Linked DNA regions of Sus scrofa: region 1 is linked to region 2. Evidence: chromatin contacts called from public promoter capture Hi-C data. All regions are on one chromosome and are shown on one strand. The core of a region is the stretch at or near the end of the contact, and the rest is flanking DNA. Distances in the headings are between cores, read along the strand shown. Region 1 holds the start of RRAGC (ras-related GTP-binding protein C). Region 2 holds the start of GNL2 (nucleolar GTP-binding protein 2).

Evidence for each region. Promoter capture Hi-C pulls out the DNA fragments that hold promoters and counts their contacts.
Region 1: a promoter capture Hi-C map of liver shows a contact between it and region 2, with 5 times the contacts expected there. The contact joins the promoter of RRAGC here to the promoter of GNL2 in region 2. A contact is called at or near these places in 2 of 5 promoter capture datasets (fetal skeletal muscle and liver) and 1 of 2 datasets of contacts at active chromatin or transcription factors (alveolar macrophages).

What each region holds. Positions count from the first base shown.
Region 1 is chr6:94,799,221-94,804,983 of Sscrofa11.1, forward strand. It overlaps RRAGC (ras-related GTP-binding protein C), which reads right to left and starts at 3,797. Exons shown (of 7, transcript XM_003127801.4): 1 at 3,442-3,797; 2 at 1,106-1,309; 3 at 1-142. The coding sequence starts at 3,678.
Region 2 is chr6:93,641,933-93,647,887 of Sscrofa11.1, forward strand. GNL2 (nucleolar GTP-binding protein 2) reads right to left here and starts at 4,048. Exons shown (of 16, transcript XM_021095967.1): 1 at 3,832-4,048; 2 at 2,134-2,218; 3 at 543-637. The coding sequence starts at 3,895.

The DNA of each region.
Region 1 (5,763 bases), core at 2,547-5,046, 1.2 Mb after region 2:
TATCCCTCTGTGTTTCTATTTTGTGATCATCAGACAGACCATCAACTTTGTGAATAAAAACCTCAAAATTCATGTCTGGATTAACTTTGTAGGCTTTAGAAACAGTAATGTGAAGTCTTGTTAAAGCCTCCATGTAGTCATCCTGTAAGTCAGAACAAAATATTTTTTAAAAAGAAATCTTGCATTAAGAAAGCCTCAAACCACCTCTTTCCCCAACCACAGAAAATATATTATCCTAATTATTCAGAAATATTCAAACATCCAAACACATTAACTTATACCACTAAATCCTCAATCTCTCAGGATAAAAAAATTCAACTACCAAGTTAATACTTGTAATTTTTTAAACGGATAATATAAGGAAAGGAAATGGGGAATGGACATTTCTTCCCAATAGAATTTTTTTTAAGTAATCCCAGCTCTGCCATTTATTAGATGTGTGACTTTCAGCAGGTTGCTTAGACTCTGATCTGTTTACTCGAACATAAAATTGGAATTACAGTACCTACCTCACAGTATTGTGAAGAAGAAAGTAAATAGACCATGTATGTGAAAGCACCCATTACAGAGCCTGTCACTCAGAAAGCATTCCTAACTAATGCTTAAGCTCAGAAAACGTAAGATTCTTAAGGACAGAGACATGTCCCGTTTGTCTGAGTGCCTGCCAAAGGCTAGGCCCTCAACAAGTACTGGTTAAACTCAACTCAATTTGGGCAATTAAAGAAACTATGCACTTTAACATTTATGGACTTGGTTCTCACATTCCTCCTTTTATTATGGGCACTGATGAGACCTCTTCAGTGACTGACATCAATGTGGTGAAGTTAAGAGAGTACAGCAATATCTACCACTAACAAAAATGGAAGGCTACCCATTCACTGGAACTCAGGGATGTAAGCCATATCCCTAATCATTTGATATTCCTTACTTATACAATGGCACACCTGCTCCCTAAGCACCTGTGCAGGTACATCTCTCACACTGTTAGGGAACGTACTGGCAAAGAAATAAGCTGCAAGAAGCGCATGACAAAGACGAGAAACAACTTTCCTTTGTTCCTATATCTTCTGCCACCAGAGAAGTAAACATCATCATTTCTAACTACCTGTGCATCAATGACATATATCAATGCTCCTGTTCCCCTGAAGATCATCTCATAGTCAAAAGTTGGGTCAAAAAAGTCCATTTGCCCAGGAAAATCCCATATTTGGAAATTCACAAAGGAGCTATTAGAAATGTCATCTTTGTAAATCTTGTTGGTACTTTCCAAAAAGAGGGTCTCATTGGGCGACATTTTATGAAACACCACCTGTTAAAAGAAAGAAGACAATTTAACGGCTACCCAACTTTGTATTTAAAGTACAAAATTCCACCCTGAATTAACATAATTTAAAGAATTTCATCCTAAAGCAAAAATTTTAAAAGAGGTAAAAAGTGGAGGCCCCGCTGTGGCTCAGTGGGTTAAGAATCCAACTGCAGCAGCTTGGGTTACTGCTGAAACACAGGTTCAATCTCCAGCCCCAGCATAGTAGGTTAAGGATCTGGCATAGGTTGCAGCTGCAGCTCAGATTCAATCCCCAGCCCAGGAACTTCTGTATGCTACAGGTGCGGCCATAAAAAATAGTAGTAAAATAAAAGGAGTAAAAAGTGAATGGTGTATCCACTAGTACTTATTATCCTTTAACTTCCAACAGAAGACACCAAAGTATGAAATGAAATCACCAGAAAAACTGAAACTTCTCTGCTATTTTCTCTGTATTTGATACTAGGAGAAGCAACATCTCTCGTCTCAGTTCAATTTTTTTTTCTGTTAAACTGCATTAATTCTGCCAAAATCTACTTTAAGATTACCAAAGTATATAGCTAAAGTTGAAAAAGTTTTGTTCATTGAAAACTTTCAGGCTCTGAGGAATAATCAGAAATGAAACTGACGAGACTCCTGCCCTCAATGGATTTGCAGCCTTGTGGAAGAAAATAAAACTACGGCAAATTATACCAAGTAAAAAGTGACGTTACTGGGGAAGGAGGGGAGCCCTGGCTGTGGTGCAATGGTATCAGCATCTTGGGAGTGCTGAAACATGGGTTCAATCCCCAATCCCGCACAGTGGGTTAAAGACCCCCAACACTGCCTCAACTGCAGCTCAGGTCAAGACCGTGGCTCAGCTCTGATCCCTAGACCAGGAGCTCCATATGTCCAGAGGCAACCAAAAATGAAAACAAAACAAAAACAAAAACTGGAGGAGGAGGAATATATTTGGGAGGGGCTAAGTTTGGGAGTTGACAGGGAAAAGACAGTTCCCATGAGAGAAAAATGGTAAAGGTAACTGTTAATTAAAATAATCACAGTCAATACAATTCTAACACAAAACTAATTTTCCCCTCACTGTTACTTTCTAGAAAAGAAAAACAGACAGTTACTCCCAAGGTTTAGGCAGTGAGCAACAAGTGAAAAGAATTAAAATCACTTTGCTAAAAACCTACCATAAAATGTACTCAGATTTCTCCATAAAGGTGACAAGATAAAACACAGTAATTCAGTCAATTCGGAAGGCTATTTTTAAAAAATATCATGTCTACATAATATCACGCAGAGACCTTTATTTTGGAGAGACCTTTGCAACAGAGTGGAAAGGGCAAAACACCAGGGATCTAGCATTTTACTACCAGCTCACTTTGTGTGTAAGAGGTATAGCTGAGAGCTCAATCCTGCCCCTACGTCCTCCTGACCAAAAAGTGCATAGCCCTCCATCCGTTCCTGACAGACCCCAAGTGAAAGTTGGCATAGGTCTGCAGATGTTCTCCAGGTCTCAGAAAATTCCTGTAGCCACATACAAACGGGCAACATCACTAGTAACTATGCTCACCGGGCCACAGATACTAAAATAGGTGGGAAAAGTGCCCCCAATTCCCACTAACGTCACAGTAAAGTCTCCTTCAAACTAGTAACAAGAGCGGGCATTACAAGGGCTAGGGAGTTAGTCGCAACTCTTTCTGATGCTGCTCCCTGGGGCTCACCTGGGAAGCCCTTGCAAACTGAGGTCACCTGAAGTGAAAGGAACACTCAACCAGGGCCAGGGAGGGAGTCCAGGAAGTTCTCCAAGTTAGAACCATGGAGCACGTCTCAGTTTCGTGAATGGAAGAGGGGCTGGGTCCCAGGAGGCGAGATCCCGGGCGGAGCCACAGGCACCTGCCTCGCTCTGGCCACTCGGGGAATACGGGACCCACTCGGCCTCGGCAGACCTGGGCGTGGACTCTGAGACTGGGGTCCCCGCTGCGGCCGCGCCCGGGCTCTGCTCCCAGAAGAGAAGAGAAAGCGCGCTGGGACAGCCCAGCCGGCCACCCCGGCCTACGCCCTCCTCGGGGCCTCCCCGCCCTGCGGCCACCCGCGCCCCCGGGGAGGGGAGGGGGGAGGGGCGGAGGGGCCGGCGCGGCCCCACTCACCTTCTGGATGGAAGACTTGCCGCTGCGCCGGAGCCCCATGAGCAGAATCCTCGGCTTGGAGCTGTCAGCACCCCCCGGGCCACAGCCTCCACCGGCCCCCGCCCCAACCCCGCCACCCCCGGCTGCAGCCTCCTCTTCCTCCTCCTCCACGCCGTAGCCGAAGTCCTTTGGGAACGAGTCCGCCGCGCCGTAACTGCCGGCGAGGGGCGTCTCCTCTGCCCCGTACTGCAGGGACATGGTGCCGGAGCCGGAGCCGGAGCCGCCGCCGCCCGCGCCCTGACAGGCCAGGCCAGGCCGAGCCAGGCCGCCGCCTCCCCAGTCCGCTGCCGCCGCCGCCGCCCCCGGCAGCCGCCACAGCCGTGCGGCCCGCCCCCCGGAGCCCGGCTCTCATAGGCTCCGCGCCCGGGCCCAGCCTCTCATTGGCTACCCGAGCTGCCACTCGGGAGCAGCAGGGTAGGTGGTGCCCGTCACGTGCCCGGAATCACCTGACTCGGAGCTGTGGAGGGGGGAGGAGGAGTCACGAGGAGGGTGGCTCGGCCCGGGCCGAGCCCGCTGCCCTCCGCCCCGACGCGCACCTCGGTCCTGCCCAGCCTTGCTTCTCACCGCTCCCCTGCCTGCCTCGGGCTCCAGAGGCCATCGCAATAGCAGATGCTCTCTGGACACTTGGGAGAAAAAAACGATTGCCCTCCTCCTACTATTGTGCTCGCCCAACCAGTATTTATTGATGCCCGCGAAGTCCTGGGGCACAAAACTGGAACCGACTCGGACCCTGCCTGTCCTCAAGTTGCTCCAAGATTAATAGAGCCTGGGCCTCTGCGTAAGTACCTTCAGTACTAGGTATGAACTGGGAAGGTCAAAGGTACAGATAAAACAGCTCGGGGAGTTGGGTGGGTGAAAACGTCTCTTAGGAGCTGGCGTCTGAGCTGGTCTAAAAGGGTGGATCTGGTTGGGATATGCAAGAGTATAGAGGAGGAGCCTGACAGAATGTGGGCACAGCCTCAACCAAGGCAGTCCAGAGTGAGATACAGTTCGTTTTAGCAGGTACCCGGACCCTGATAGGAAAGCACACGCAAGCAAGCTAGAATGTTTTATCCTCTTTCTTCAGCAAATCACTGGCAATGAATACTGCTGCCACTTCAAGAACAGGACCTAATTCCCTCTGCTTCTCACTTAGTCAAAGTCTACTTCTTCATTAATTCTATCCTCCCACAGAACACTGCCCCTTCTATGACCTCGTTCAGATGGGAGACCAAAGGAAAGAATAATGAAAGCAAACCGGAGCAAATGCTTGTCACCAGATATGTTTGGGAAAGCTAGAGGGAGGAATTTTCAGTCAGACTTTAGAACTGGAAATTTGTCAAAAGAGGATCTTCCTCTTAAAGGGGGCGGGGGTGGTGATGCTAGTGTTCCAAGCAAACTAACTTTTTGATTATGAAAGGAAAGCATGTATGCAAATTTGGGACTTGGTTATGTCTGAATCTACAAGTTAAAGATGGGACACATCCGTAGAGGTCATCTTGTCCAACCTCTCACCTAGAGAATCCACTCCACAGCGTCTGACTGATGGATATTATGCAGCATACACTTCAGTAGTTCCAAGGGAAGAGAGCTCACTATCTCAATGGGCAGTCAATTCCACTGTGGTAAAATTTTGTCTGTCTCTTATTGAGGCCCCAAATTACACTCTCTGCCACTTAAACACTGGAATGTAGAAGCACTGGGCTTCATCCTTTTCATGACAGCATCTCAGATATTAGTCTTCATTACCCACTAAGTTTTCTGTTCCACATTCCATACTCAATTCCTTCGGCCATTCCTTCTACAGTAATGACCCGTAGCACTTTCTGTATTAGAAAAGTTCTACCTCCACACTGTTGAACATAGTAGCCAATGTGGATTGAGCACTGGAAATGTTGCTAGTGTGACTGAGGAACTGAATTTTTAATGGCATTTTAGTTGCCAGATGTGGCTAGTGGCTACCATAATGAACAGCACAGTCTTCTATTTTCTTTGTTGTTTTTTTTGTTTGTTTTTTTTGCCATTTCTTGGGCCACTCCCGTGGCATATGGAGGTTCCCAGGCTAGGGGTCGAATCGGAGCTGTAGCTGCCAGCCTATGCCAGAGCCACAGCAACGCGGGATCCGAGCCGCATCTGCGACCTACACCACAGTTCACGGCAACACCGGATCGTTAACCCACTGAGTAAGGGCAGGGACCGAACCCGCAACCTCATGGTTCCTAGTTGGATTCGTTAACCACTGGGCCACGATGGGAACTCCAGCCTTCTATTTTCAAATGTACTCTCCTTTATATGCAGTTCAGC
Region 2 (5,955 bases), core at 2,798-5,297:
AGAAGAAATGAAGGTGGAGTTTCCAAAGGAAGAAATGCTGCCTCCCGGCGCCTATGTCGATACTGCTCTCCCCTGGGGAGCACCAACGAGAGGTCCTTTCATTGTCACTCGGTCCGAATACAACCCCATCAAAGAAAAGGTGTTCCAGAGCTTCAGGTCAAGGCACTTACTCTTCAAGCTAAAGGCACAAACACACCTGCAAGGCACCTCTCAAAGGTCATGCCTCCAGGCAACGGGAAACGAGGAGACAGCCTTCTAAGGTCTGGGAATGCTAGTCACTGAGGATGAGCTCACCTGCTTAGGAGGGTTTACTCCCAATGAACAATGATGAACTCTTAAAAATAAGTCATTTATGGAAGCCACCACCGATACTTTTCTCTGCACTTTTCCCAGGGTGGGGACGTCTTATCTCATCCCTTTCTCAAGTGGTCCTTGACAGCCCCCTCCCCCTCAAACACCTGCTTTTTAGACATCTGGACATTCTACCCTTCTCCATACAGTGCACATTTTCTTGAGCAAAAGTAGCAGAGGACGATACTCACCAAACCACTTTATGTTTGGCTCCACTCTCGCCACTGTGCCAGAAGCCACCGTTGATTGATATTGCAGAGGCTTAATCACTTTACCACGGCTGTTCCTAAATTGAGGAAGCAACAGATTTTGGTTGACGACAGAAAGGCAACAGGAAAATTGGGTTTACAGAATACTCCTTCCATCAAAAGGACCTCGCCCCACCCTCGGTTTTAAGTGATCATGAAATACAGACTTCAGTAAACAAAAAGTACTTCTACATTTGAAACAGATTGCCCCAAAGCCATTTAACCTCTTGCAACAGAGCACGTAATGATTTTTGCTTGATGAATAACAACTAATGCTCATGTTTAAAAATCTGTTTACTGTTTGCTTTATAAAAAAAAGTCACATACTTGAGTCTTTTGGGATAATTATTTGAAGGCTGGTTTAAATGAATTTTAAGCAGAGGGTGATTTATGTTGGAACTCAGAATTCTAAAACAAACTGCAGAGTAGGTGACTAAGGCAGATTAAGTTCACTGACATTTGTGTTTTAGACACATCTTTTAGAATGGATGAAGAATCCAATTACCAAACAAATTAAGACCAGCTCGCAAAATGCCACACTCAGCAAGTCCCCGTGACAGAGGCTGCCTCAGCAGAACTCAGAGTTGTGATGAGTTTCCAAGTGCTGCAATGTCGTGATTTAAAAAACAAGTTTTCTGGCTGCTTTCATGATACCGTTCTATATGCTTTATCAAAGAAAACCAGGAGTTCCCGTTATGGCGCAGTGGTTAATGAATCTGATTAGGAACCATGAGGTTGCAGGTTCGAACCCTGCCCTTACTCAGTGAGTTAACGATCCGGCGTTGCCGTGAGCTGTGATGTAGGTCGCAGACGCGGCTCAGATCCCGAATTGCTGTGGTTCTGGTGTAGGCCAGCAGCTACAGCTCCGATTGGACCCCTAGCCTGGGAACCTCCATTAGCCACAGAAGCGGCCCAAGAAATGGCAAAAAGACAAAAAAAAAAAAAAAGAGAAAAAAAAACTAGATTTCTGGAGTTCCCGTTGTGGCTCAGTGATTAATGAATCCGACTAGAAACAGTGGGGTTGTGGGTTCAATCCCTGGCCTCGCTCAGGGGTTAAGGATCCAGCGTTGCCGTGAGCTGTGGTGTAGGTTGCAGATGCGGCTCGAATCTGGTGTTGCTGTGGCTCTGGCAAAGGCCAGCAGCTACAGCTCCGATTAGACCCCTAGCCTGGGAACTTCCATATGCCTTGGGTGCGGCCCCAGGAAAAAAAAAAAAAAAAAAGAAAAGAAAAGAAAACCAGATTTCCATCTGACAGATGTCCACCCTGAGATTTAACAGGTCAGTGGTGGAGGCCAAGGCTGGGAGGAACGAAGAAGGGAGGGGGTTGTGGAGCATTGCGACACAAGCACTATTTCACCACCCACTCCTCAGGTCTTTAACCAACAATTTAAGGTGTATCACATAAAATGATATTTGAAAATACACTACTCTTATCTGGAGGAAGTGGGGGTGGGAACATGAAAGGGTCAACAGGTGTCAGCTACAAGCCAAGAGCATTTAGGAAAGGGGGAGGGACGAGAGTGCCCACACTCACCTGCGCTCCTTCTGCCTGTACATATTCAGGCGGCGGATTGTGGCCCGGTCCCTCATGTTCTGGCCTCCTGCGCCCTGCACTCGATCTAGCAAACACAGCAGACCGGCACACTTTTTGATAACCAGCAAGTCCAAGCACAGCCACTGCTTCAAACACACCAACCAGTTTGCTCAAAGTAGGCAAGCTGCCCCCTCATGGCAAACTCCCCACTTTCTCCATGTGCTGCTCCCACAAAATCATTACAGGAAGCTACATGGTATATGCATGACAAAGCGGACAGAATCTTGAACCCTCCACAGGACTGAGTTTGATAACGGTAACAGGTACTATTTCTGAGCACTAATTATGGCACTTTACTAGTCACATTACAGGCATTATACAATAATCCTATAAAGACAGATACATTATCCCCATTCTGCAGGTGAGAAACTGAGGCACAGTAGGCAGACATCTCGTACAAAGCCACAAATGGCAGAGCCAGAATTTGGACAAAAGCATCTGGCCACGACCTGTGTTCTTAACTACTAAGATGCCTTCCTCTGGGCCTCAGTTTAACAAATACTGAGCACCTGCTATAAGCAAAGCATCATGAAGACTATGATTCTAATACATATATGTTCCTAATGTACCAGCTTTTTCATTTCCCAATGTTTGATCTCAGTGTAATCAACAGCAAATAAATAGTAATTCTTGCCTTACACCTCAGAGAGAAAAAGGACAAATGAGCATACTGGCCTGGCTTCTCAAGTCACCTGTCTACTCCTGAAGTGATGCAGTAGAAAACAGACTGAAATCACAGGACTGGTGGCTCTACTACTCACTAACTGTACCAACTGTGACAAGCCACTTGCCCTATTTTGGCTAGGTCTCTTCATCTATCATGTCTTGGTCTGTAACGGCCTTATCGGGTCTAACTGTAAAATTCCAGTCTACACCAGCGGAATAATTTATCAGCAATCTAGGGAAAACATTCAACATGAATCAAAATTTAAAAAAAACCTTTAAGCCATATCTTAATACATTTTATTAACCAAACCCGAATGGAAGGGACTCCCCCCAAAGTTATCTTGTTCATCTTGTGGTGGAACCTCACACACATCTTAAAAAACATCTTTACTGAAATGACTGTAGTGATTTATCTGCAGCGTTTTCTATGCACTTTACCAGACGGGACGACCCCAAGAGCCAAATCTACAATTTCTTTCTCATTTCAATGGTCAAAGCAAAGGTGGCAGGCAAGTGTGGGCCAGTGCAAAAGGCCAGCTGGGTCGGGCTACATCCCTTTTAGTCTTGATTTCATCTAATTTACTTTTAGTAATTCCTTGAGCTGGAGAGCTGGACTCATACAAGACTGAACTATATTGGGGAAGGGGCTTCAACACGTGACACACACAGGAACACAAGAAGTCACATTTAAGAGCCCCCTGACAACTCGGAGCTTGCACCTCTCAGTCGGAGACGCCCTAAGACTGCCAGGCCTGAGTGTTCACTTCTCCCGGCTTTAGACCCATTGCCTGGCATCTAGTCTTGACGGACGTGCCAGAGTCAGCCCTCCTCAGGGCCTCCGAACAAGGAATTATCCTCCTTCTCATCCTCAAAGGCCACTTTGCTTGAGCTCAGTTCATGTAAAACCACCCGGCGTCCCTCCCCCCAAGCTTCCTCCAAAGCCCCACCCTCCGCGAGCCCCGCTGCCTGTACCGGGATTTGTGCTGGCATTAGAAGGGTTGATAGTACTCCGTCCTTTGTACTTGGGCTTCACCATCTTGCCGAAGGGACGGGGACCGGAGTGCTGGGTCCGGCCTGTGTCAGGTAAAACAGCTCTTAACTTCCCAAAACGAACCGAGGTCACCCGCTCGAACTACGCTGGACCGCGTGCGCAGGCCGACGTCACTTCCGCTCGCACCCCGTGCTTCCCCCGAACGACTTCCGGCGAACGCGCGCCGCCGCACTCCTGGCTCCGCCCCCGCGCCGGCCTCTTAGATGTTTCCTTGCGTCCAGCCCCGCCTCGCTTTCTCCCTAGCAACCGCCAAGCTACATTCCATAGCAACCGCCTGGTTACCCAGGACGCGCGGCCTAGAACCGCTAGTGGAGTCCACGCACAAACTTAGGTGCCTCTTCCCAGGTCAATGACACAAGCTTGAGTTTAATTATCTTCTGAATTTGTCCTCTAAGCCCTTCCAAACGTCGCCGACCACACAGCAGCTAAATACCAACTAGATCTTGTCACCCTTCTTAAAATTCCAGAGAGAGAGAAAGAGAGAGAGATTTAAACTCTTGGCCATTCCTGCAGAATTCTGCATGATCTGGTCCCTGCGTATTTACTTGACCTCATTTGTACCTCCCTCCTTCTGGTTATTCTGACATTTACACTGGCTGTTCCTTCTGCCTGAATCATCATTTCCCTAAACCTTTGCATAGCTAGTTCCTTCTGATCTTTCAGTTCTTAGCTCAAATGTCACCTACTGGTAGGGTTGCAAGTGTTAGCAAATAAAAAAACAGGATTGCCCAATTAAATTTGTTATTCTTTCCCCAGTTAAATTTGAATTCCAGATAAACAATGGAATATATTTTAGTATAAGTATGCCCCAGGCAATATTTGGGACATACTTATACTAAACATGTTTATTATTTATATGAAATTCAAATTTAATTGGGCATCCTGTATTTTATCCGGCAACCCTTTCTTCTGGGAGAAGTCTTTCCTGTCTAATTGGTCTAACTCAGCCATCTCCCATTCTTCTGTAGTTATTCGCTTATAGTATTTGGTTGTATTTATTTCATGGCACTTATTCTTACTTGAAATTAGGTTGTTTCCAAGTTTATCGGCTGCTTCCCCCAAACTGGATTGCAAGCTTCTTGAGAGTAGAGACCTCAAAAGTTTGTTCACTGCTGTGTCTACAAGACTTCAAAAAAACCTTGAAATATAGTAAGGACTAAATACATATTCACTGAATGAAGGAATGAATGGATGACATCTTAGCTAGGGCTGCTATAAAAAAATACCATAGACTGAGTGGCTTAAACCACAAACATTGATTTCTCATCATGCTGGGGGCTGGGAAGTCAAAGGTCAGGGTGCCCGCATGGTTTGGTTCCTAGTGAGAACTCTCTTCCTAGCTTGTAGACATCTATCTTCTCACTGTATCCTCACAGGCTGGGGAAAGGGGAAGGTCACTGGTCTCTTCCTCTCCTTAGAAGGGCACTAATCCCATCATGGGCTGCATCCTCATGACCTCATCTAAACCTAATTATCCTCCCAATACCATCACATCAGGGATTAGAGTTTCAATACATAAGTTTTGTCAATACATAACATTTAGTCACTAGCAGATGGGAATATCTCCACATTCCTGAAGGGAAATGAGGGCAGTAAGACCTAGCAGTTTCTGTTTTGACTAGCTAAAATAAAGTCTCTAGGTGTCTGTGTTTCAACCTCCCTCTTTTTTTGGCACTTCAAGTTGCCAGGAAGGGTCCATCACTGTGGTCCATCCTCTCCTACGGGAGAGGCCAGAGAAGAAGTACTTAGGCAGGAAGAAGGTGGATCCTGTGCTGGCGTGTAGCTCATCCCAGAAAAACAAACAACTTGATATAAAGTGAGGTCCTCGAATTGTGGGACGGATGACTGAGTCTGTGAGTCTGAAACAAACAAACTCCCAAACATTCTTTCTAGAGAAAAAACAGGCCATGCCCTAGACAGGAGTGGGAAATACCTTCTCTCCCTTGAGAATCACTTTTATTGCCCCCAGGGCAATAGCAGGAGCTTAAACACAACTTTGCTGAAATGGCCCTGACCTTGACACGGTGTTTGAAGGAGCATCTGAG